3 separate regions of the Gossypium hirsutum genome follow, and all the other regions are linked to region 2. Evidence: chromatin contacts called from public Hi-C data. All regions are on one chromosome and are shown on one strand. The core of a region is the stretch at or near the end of the contact, and the rest is flanking DNA. Distances in the headings are between cores, read along the strand shown. Region 1 holds the start of LOC107961856 (exocyst complex component EXO84C). Region 2 holds the start of LOC107961816 (protein argonaute 2). Region 3 holds the start of LOC107961784.

The links. Hi-C and Micro-C count contacts between places; a contact is called where the count stands out from the background.
Region 1: a contact with region 2 is called in a Hi-C map of leaf, with 2.2 times the contacts expected there. The contact joins the promoter of LOC107961856 here to the promoter of LOC107961816 in region 2. A contact is called at or near these places in 9 of 34 Hi-C or Micro-C datasets (callus, leaf and petal).
Region 3: a contact with region 2 is called in a Hi-C map of leaf, with 1.9 times the contacts expected there. The contact joins the promoter of LOC107961784 here to the promoter of LOC107961816 in region 2. A contact is called at or near these places in 2 of 34 Hi-C or Micro-C datasets (both in leaf).

What each region holds. Positions count from the first base shown.
Region 1 is chrA06:111,623,146-111,625,919 of Gossypium_hirsutum_v2.1, reverse strand. It overlaps LOC107961856 (exocyst complex component EXO84C), which reads left to right and starts at 1,475. Exons shown (of 7, transcript XM_016898019.2): 1 at 1,475-1,754; 2 at 2,285-2,379; 3 at 2,498-2,774. The coding sequence starts at 1,656. TRNAK-UUU (transfer RNA lysine (anticodon UUU)) reads right to left here and starts at 1,370; the gene lies at 1,298-1,370.
Region 2 is chrA06:110,995,091-110,997,790 of Gossypium_hirsutum_v2.1, reverse strand. LOC107961816 (protein argonaute 2) reads left to right here and starts at 1,340. Exons shown (of 3, transcript XM_016897971.2): 1 at 1,340-2,246; 2 at 2,387-2,700. The coding sequence starts at 1,805.
Region 3 is chrA06:110,270,685-110,273,669 of Gossypium_hirsutum_v2.1, reverse strand. It overlaps LOC107961784, which reads right to left and starts at 1,443. Exons shown (of 9, transcript XR_001701413.2): 1 at 1,088-1,443; 2 at 1-147. It overlaps LOC107961786 (CBL-interacting serine/threonine-protein kinase 23), which reads right to left. Exons shown (of 15, transcript XM_016897915.2): 12 at 2,918-2,974; 13 at 2,715-2,789; 14 at 2,440-2,518; 15 at 1,518-1,819. The coding sequence ends at 1,755.

The DNA of each region.
Region 1 (2,774 bases), core at 226-2,725, 630 kb before region 2:
ATTAAAAAATTAGTATAATAATAAATTTAACTCTCAACTTTTACATATTTTTATTAATTTAGTTATAATTTAAAAAAAAATCAACTTCATCTCTCTTCTCCTTCCTTGAAAATCAAACTAGCTTCAAATAAAGATCCAATCATTTTAACTCCCGAAGCTAAAAAATGCCAATTGATCAAAAAAAGAAAAAATAAAAAAGCTGAAAAAAATACAAGAAGGCGAAAATAGAAAAGAACCTAAAATGCAGATGAGAAGGGTATGATAGTCTGGCTTAGCAAAAGCATATATCAACTCTCAATCTATATTTTTTCTGCCATTTTTATTTAATTTATTTTTTATTCTTCTGAAATGCATCAAAATCAGGGAAACAGTAGACCACTGAGGCTTCTAATTCTTCTCTCTAATCATTAAGAAAGAAACATGTGTTTTTATATGGTGTATGTTTCGACTAGAGCTGATCATGGGCCGGGCGGTCCGGTCCAGCCCGAAGGCCCGCTTAAAAAATGGGAGGGTTTGGGTAAAAATATAGGTCCGAAAAATGGGCTTGGGCAAAAAAACGAGGCCCGGATTAATATATATATTTTTTTATTTTTTAAAATTATTTTAAATTTTTAATATAACTATTTTTTATTATATTGTTAATTTATGTATTGTTTTAAGAATTGTTTTAGTATTATTTTTATTTGTTTTAATATTTGTTTTTATGTTTTTAAATATATTTGATTTATTATATTTTTAAATTTTTTTATTTAATAAAATAAGAAAAAAAATTAATATGGGCCGGGCCGAGCCGGGCTCGGGCTTAGTAATTTTATTTCGGGTAGGACTTGGACAAAATTTTAGGCCCATATTTTGGGCCAGGCCGGGCCCGGGCCTAAAATTTTATCTTGGCCCGGCCCGACCCATGATCACCTCTAGTTTCGACCGTATGCCTTCTTCGTGAGCTCAAATGCTGTTGATAGACTCGTAAAAGTTACTGATAGGCGGTAACAGTCCAAGCATACAACGGTAGAGAAAGGAAAGAGGAGCAATGGCAACAGAGGAAAGATGAAGAAGGGTTGAGGATTATTATTTTTTAAAATATGATTAAATCAATATAAAATATAAAAATATGAAAGACTAAATTTATTATTATATTAATTTTTAATTGACAAGTCAATTTTAATTGTATTTAACCGAAATGAATCAAAATACAATAGTAATTAATTAATCGAGTGGTCAAAAAAGAAATAAAGGACAAGCAGTGATGATGATGGAGTAAAGGAAAACTGAAAAATTATAGGAAGTATGAGATTTTCGCCGTCTGTGGGAATCGAACCCACGACCACGTGGTTAAAAGCCACGCGCTCTACCGGCTGAGCTAAGACGGCTGTCTGACTACAGAGCTAATTTACCTTTGTTAATGTATATTATTTTCAAAGAATAAAAGTTAATTTGATATCCGATATAAATAAAATATAGATAGAAAAGTAAAGAGATTAAAGACTAAACATGTTGGAAAGTGGCAGCAAAAGGCAACAGCATATTAACATGTTGCTTTTTGCAGTTTGGTCCTTAGTCAGCCCTCCCTCCTCGCGATAAACGATATGATGCTACTTCTCAAACTCTCTCATTAAAACCAATAATTCACAGTATCTGTTTTACTCTTTGATTGAATGATGGAGAGCAGTGAAGAAGATGATGACTTCCCTTCCATTGAGAGCATCACTCCCCAGTCCAAGATTGATTCTGTTCACCAATCCCATACTGAAAAGGTCTTCTTTTTGTTTGATTGTTTCCCAGTCTTTGTTAAAATGTTTTTGCATTTTAGATCTTGGATTCAAACTTCTCGGTTTTCCTCTGCTTTGTTCCCCATTTCCCTACCTCGACTTTCTCTTTTACTGTGGATTTCTTTACTTTAATTTGGGTTCTAGTCAAATTTCAGGGAAAAATTATAGCTTGGTTTTCTTTGTTTTTCTATCTTAGAAGTAAGAAAGAAAGGTATTCCCAGGGATTTCATTGCTTGGGATTCTTCGCACTCAGTGGAATATATCAAAATCACTTATTTATTTGATGGCGTAGTAAAAATGGATAATTTATCTCTGTATTATTTTATATGCTTTATTGATTAAACTCTGGGAAAATGGGGAACAAATATGAAAAAAAAACAAACTATTTTTCCCTTGTTTTTCCTGCCCCTAGTTCGTCCTTTTACAAGCATGCATGCATTTACCTGTTTTCAGCCATGATTTCCTGATTTGACGCATATTCTTTATATGTAATTTTGGACATTTTGGTAATGCAGGGGATCAGAAAACTTTGCTGTGAGCTTTTGGATTTGAAAGATGCTGTGGAAAACTTATGTGGGAATAGGCGCACAAAATACTTGGCTTTCTTGAGGTCAAATAAAACTGTTCCTATTTACCTTTTTATGATAAATGAAAATCAAGTTGAAAAGTTTCTAAATATTGTTTTATTTATTTCGGTTGAGTAAGTTTGATTGTAATGGTAATTGTAGAATGTCTGAAGAAGTTGTTGAAATGGAGCACGAGTTGGTTGAGCTACGAAAGCATATCTCTTCTCAAGGGATTATTGTGCAGGATCTAATGACCGGGGTGTGTCGTGAACTGGAAGAGTGGAACCAGGAAAATGCTGATACTAATGACCCACCACTAGACCCTAAGGTCGATGATGTTCAGGAAGAAATGGATGATCCCAAGAAAAAATTCCTGGAGAAAATCGATGTTCTTTTGGCTGAACATAAAGTTGAAGAAGCACTGGAGGCTTTAGAGGCT
Region 2 (2,700 bases), core at 91-2,590:
ACTTCCTTTTTGGGGAGCCTGATGGATATTTCGAGATTTGAGAATTAATCATAACCTGGACGGCCTTGTTGCCTTATAGCCTCAACGACTCGACGGGCAAATGGTAATAATATTTTCAATTTAATCTTTAATTTTTTTTTATGTTTTTGAATAAATTTAAATTAAATAAATTATTTAAAATTCTTATTTCCAGAATGTATTGTTTAGTAATGTATTTATAATTTTTTTAATAATTGTTTTATTTTGGAATTTTTATAATATTCTATTATATATATTAATTTTAATTATTTTATATTTTTAAATATTTTTATTTATTTTTTAAGAATTTTTTTATTTTTAAAACATTTTTAAGAAAATGTTAACAAAGTATCAAAACTGATATTTAAATTAATGCTTCACACCATCTTCTTAATGGAAGGTAATGGACGAGTGACCAAAATATAAAAACTTGATAATGTTAATAACTATTATGTAACTTTTAAAATTTAAGTGATTGAAAAGTAATTTTAAACAAAGTTTAAGTATTGTTGGTGAATTTAACCATCTATTGTTTTTTTTAAAATTTTATATTCTTATTAGTGTTTTAATTTTAGCCTAATAACATGTAGAAAATAACATACTAATACGTTTGATATAGTGTTAAATTTGATCAATATATATTTTATGATTTATATTATTATTAATAAAATTTCTTGTTAAGTTGGTGTCGCAGCTTAACTGTGAACCAATTCGATTAGAAAATAACTAATATATATTTTTATCAAATGACTATTTTTATTATTTGGATGATAATTTTGTATTTTTTATACATTTATATAATTTTAAAATAAAAGAATTAAAATTAACATGTCTACAGATTAAATTCATATTTAATGAATTTATAAACAAATTCTTTACCACTACACCAATAATAATTCTTAAGTAAACTTTAAAAAAGTAACTTTTAACATAAAATATTTTCTCTCACTAAATTTGTGTATATAATATTATTAATTGCTTTGGTGTCACAAATTAACAAGAATAGAGTAATCCCTTAATATATTTACTTAAAAAATATATTTCAAGATAAGAAATATATATTTATATATAATATAATCCTAAATAGGAAAGATATATGATATATTTAGATATTTCTAAACAGATAATATTCATAATAATAGTCTAACACAAGTTAACTGGATATTTAATTTTTTAAAAATAAAATTTTATTACCATTAACTTAACAACTTTTTAATTTAATATTTTTAAAATAATGTATTAATCTATTTAATTTTCTTTTACTAACAATTCAGACAATACATGTGAAAAAAGAAAAGAAGTTGGAAAAGTAAACCATGCGTGTGAAAACGAAAAGGAGTTGGAGGAGTTAATCGTAGATTATCAAGGTAATACGGCATGAGATCCTCCGCCACTCCCTCACACTTCCAGCGAAAAACCCCCTCAGCTTCCTCGAACCCATCGAAGTTTCTGGAATTTCTTTAGATTCCTATCCTAACTTTCGCTCCTTCCATCAATGTTTTTTTACCAATCAAATCATTTAGCATTGTCAATTATCTGTAACACTAAAACGCGCTTACAAACAATAATCCATCGTAAGGTTATTTCTGTAATTTCATTATCCGACCCTCTCCCTTTATTATAAACCCACGATTCCGGCTCCATTTCCCGTGTCCTCCGTAGCTAGACTACAGTCAACTTTGAATTTAATTTTCTTTTTTGTTTGTTTGTATAATCTGTTGGTGCTTGCTTACTGATTCTGTAAAGACCGAGTTCGATTTTTGCCCTAGTTGTGCTCCCGAGTCCAATGGAGAGAGGTGGTGGTGGCTATAGAGAAAGAGGAATTGGCGGAAGAGGTCGTTACTATGGTGGTGGAAGAGGAAGAGCAAGAGGAAGAGGTAGAGATGGCAGCGCTGATAATCAGCCTCCGTATCAGGCGCCCATAGGCCAAGGGCAAAGTGGGGCCAATTGGAACCCAACTAACTCTCAAGTGGGTCCTTATCAGGACGGCGATGCGAGGGGTGGTCAGACTGGTGGTGCTCGTGGTAGAAGGGGAGGGTGGGTTCCTCGGCTTCCACCGGAGAGACCGAATTATAGTTATGAGGCGGAATCAGCCAGCGGCAGGGGCGGCGGAAATGGTCGTGGGCGAGGGAGGAGGCCTTTCAGGCCCGTTCCTGCCCCAACACTGGAGCCTGAAGATAACATACCTGCATTGCCTCCTAGTCCTCCTCCTCCACAGTCTGTCCCAGGTATAAATCATTTCATTTAATCTTAAATTTGGTACGACTTTAGGCATGAGTTGGTGTTGATGATGAAGTTAAATCTGGTATGGCTTTAGGCATGAGTTGTTAGTTTGCTTTTGATAATTTTCCCTTTTTTTCCGTTACAGATTCTGTTGTGATGAATGTTTCAGAGCAGGTGGCTTCTACATCATTATCTTCCGAGAATCAAAATAGACATAACCCAATTATGCGACCGGATAAAGGTGGAAGAACTGCTCTTGCAACTGTCAGGCTTAATGTTAATCATTTTCGGGTGAAGTTCAATCCGGAAAGTATCATAAGGCATTATGATGTTGATGTCAGGCAACTGGAGTCTCCTAAGAATGGTCGCCCTGCCAAACTATCTAAGCCATTATTGTCTAGTATCCGGAAAAAACTATTCACTGATAATCCTCAATTGCCATTGTTGATGACCGCATAT
Region 3 (2,985 bases), core at 194-2,693, 720 kb after region 2:
GACCCACCAGCAGTAGAATGGCGTGAAATCCATTGGGCTTGGGATCCGACACAAGATTGAGAAGCTGCTTTGGAATTTTGGCCATGACCAGACCAGTCAACACTGCCGACATTTGTTGGAACAGCAGGGGAGGATGCACCAGCAGAACTGATAAGGACAAGTAGCATAAATATATATATATTGAACTCCTAATGGAACATCATATATATAACTGTTTCATATAAAATGAATGGAACAGGCATATCCACACCTCCTCACACTGTATATTAACAAATCCCTCGTATAAGTCAGTTTCTTTAACAGGAAATGACTATCCTGATAATTAATGGCATATTCCTAGTGGACGTGGAGCCAGTTTCCATCCTCTATTGGTCCCACCCTTAAAGGTAAGTAGCCACATAACAAGGTAATTAAGGACTTAGCACGTAGCAAAACAAGCATAGAAATGATAAACGGTATCATTTCTAGATCATCAAGGCTTTTCTACTCTGCTCTTCCTTTACATAACTTGAAACTAGACCAACAATTTTTGCAACAGTAAAAATACCCTCATTTATTTCAGGTCCTTAATAGCTATTTAAAAATTACAGCTTCAAAATACATTTAGTTGAGCTTGAGAGAAAAATTGAAAAACAAGATAGAAGGGATGAAATTGAGAAAAATTATAAATAACCCAGTGAACCGTCAAAACCAAAAACTGACTTTAATCTTTTCTTTTCAATTTTCTTTTTCCATTTTCGTGTTCGAGAGAAAATGCGCCTAAGCTCAAAATTAGGATATCTTTAGCCGAACCCATCCTCTCATTACTTGTTCCTCACTTTCCCGGCAACCAAAAACCTTGCTTTAACTAAATCTCAATAATTTTCCACTCTCCAGGACAATTAATCCCTCAGTCTTCTTCTCGCGTCGCTTTTCCCGGCAGCCAAACACACCCAATAGAAACCTAACCTTATCCCTAAAATTCACACAGAAAAACAGAAAACAAACCCCCACTTTCACCTGAAAAATGAAGGATTGCGAAAGAAAACCCTAATTTGAGAATTGAGATGACAATGGGGGAGGGAGAAAGAGAGGTGAGAATTGGTACCTCGCAGCAGGTGTGGGATCTATGGTCCCACCAGAGCTAATAACCTCTTCTCTCATTGCAGACCCTTCCCTCCTCTTCCTTTTGGCCTAAGAAAAAAGTAAATGTTACGGCAATAATTTGATTTCGAAAGCAGAGACCAAGTGAGTCGAACTCGAAACCCGAATAATTGACATTGTCAGCTGCCTTTTACATCGTGTATATAGTTGCCAGACGCGCGTAACGCGAGCGTATGGGCTTCAATCCTTAATCTCGCTTTTACTTGTTTAGGCCTTCATTTTATTTTATAAGCAAAAATTAGGAGGATATCAACGACACTTCAATCTTCTTTAAAGGCTTACACGTTTTTATTCTACGAAACTTTGTAAAAATAGTTGTCATGTGATAAATATAGAAAGATATTTGGGAAAAAGAATTAAAGAAAGAAATAAAGTGAAACAACAGATTTTCTTTTGCTTTTCTTTTCCCCATTTTATTTATTCACAAATTCAGTTGATAGGAACATCACATTTGAGGCATATTATACAGAAGCAAATATATAGCTGGTATGAGTATATAGTAGTGCCTTCTTTTACACAAGCTTAAGTTTCTAGCAACCTCTATCGAAGAACAAGATAAATATATTTTTTTTTTAATAGCCGCCGGTGACTGACAGTTCGCCCAATAGAAATCAACGGATAGCGCATTGCGACTGGGAATGCCCGTCATTGGGTGGAGAAGACCCAGCAGCACACCCTGCAATCATTGAAGGACTCAAATAAAAACCCAAAAACAAGGAGAGTTCAAAATTTTTGTCATTACTCATTGGTGCATGCTGGGAATATGAAAACATTAAACATATAAAAAATATTTTAAAAAATTAAGCATACTCATGTTCAAACACATACAATATCAACAACACTCTTGCTCAAGTCCAACCAACATATTATCTCTAACCTTAATTCAATGTAAATTTGTATAGATAAAGATAAAATCCAATACCCTGGCATGCAATATGATGGAAGGTAGATTTAATACAATTTATTTTGATTGTTGCATCATTCCAACAGAAATTAAATTTTCCCAACTGCTAATTGCTGACATACTCCAAGCCATCCACGTTAAATTCATACTGTACACACTTGAAATAATTTTGCAAAAGAGTCAAGCCTGAAGCTATCAGAGGATAACCTATATTTCCCCTAAAGAAGGGATAAGATTCCACTTAGCTAATGGGATTAACATCTCTATGTCTTAGTCCAGCAAAAATACGTTGAATCTAGATTCTCCTTCCAATAAAAAAAAAATCATAGGAGGATAGGTGATTGACAATTCAGAAGAGATGCACGCTCTTGTAGATGGAACGATATACTAACCATCCTTTTCTTCCACTTTTCCTCTGTCTGTAGTTGTCCAAACAATATCTTTTAGCCCAGTAGAGAGATTATTATAGAACTGTAAATTTAGGAAACAGTGTTATTTCAAGGTAATATCAAACCAAAGAGGAAAATATATATATCAGGTGTACTTAGAATCGGGAAACATCAAATTGACATGCTTTGCATGGCTGTACATGACCATGGTTATCAGCAAATTATTAAACAAAAGTGCCCACTGCATTAATGATACAGCACTGACATTAGGGTAATACCTTGTGAAATTCCAGGGTATCCCCTTCAGACTTTCGAAGTTCAACCATGAAAAGGGAAGGAGCCACCTGAAAAATCTGAAAAAGAAAAGAGGCAGTGTCAGGGGACATGTTATAGATAGAATCATTAATAATCATGTTCAATCAATTTCAGACAAGGTGAAACTGAAATTATGCAAAAACAATTATGACTGAGACAGAGGTACCTCTGTTGTAACAGCCAAATGACCCTTGCGTCCAGTTTTTTCTCCTAGAAGCTTCATCTGAGATGGGT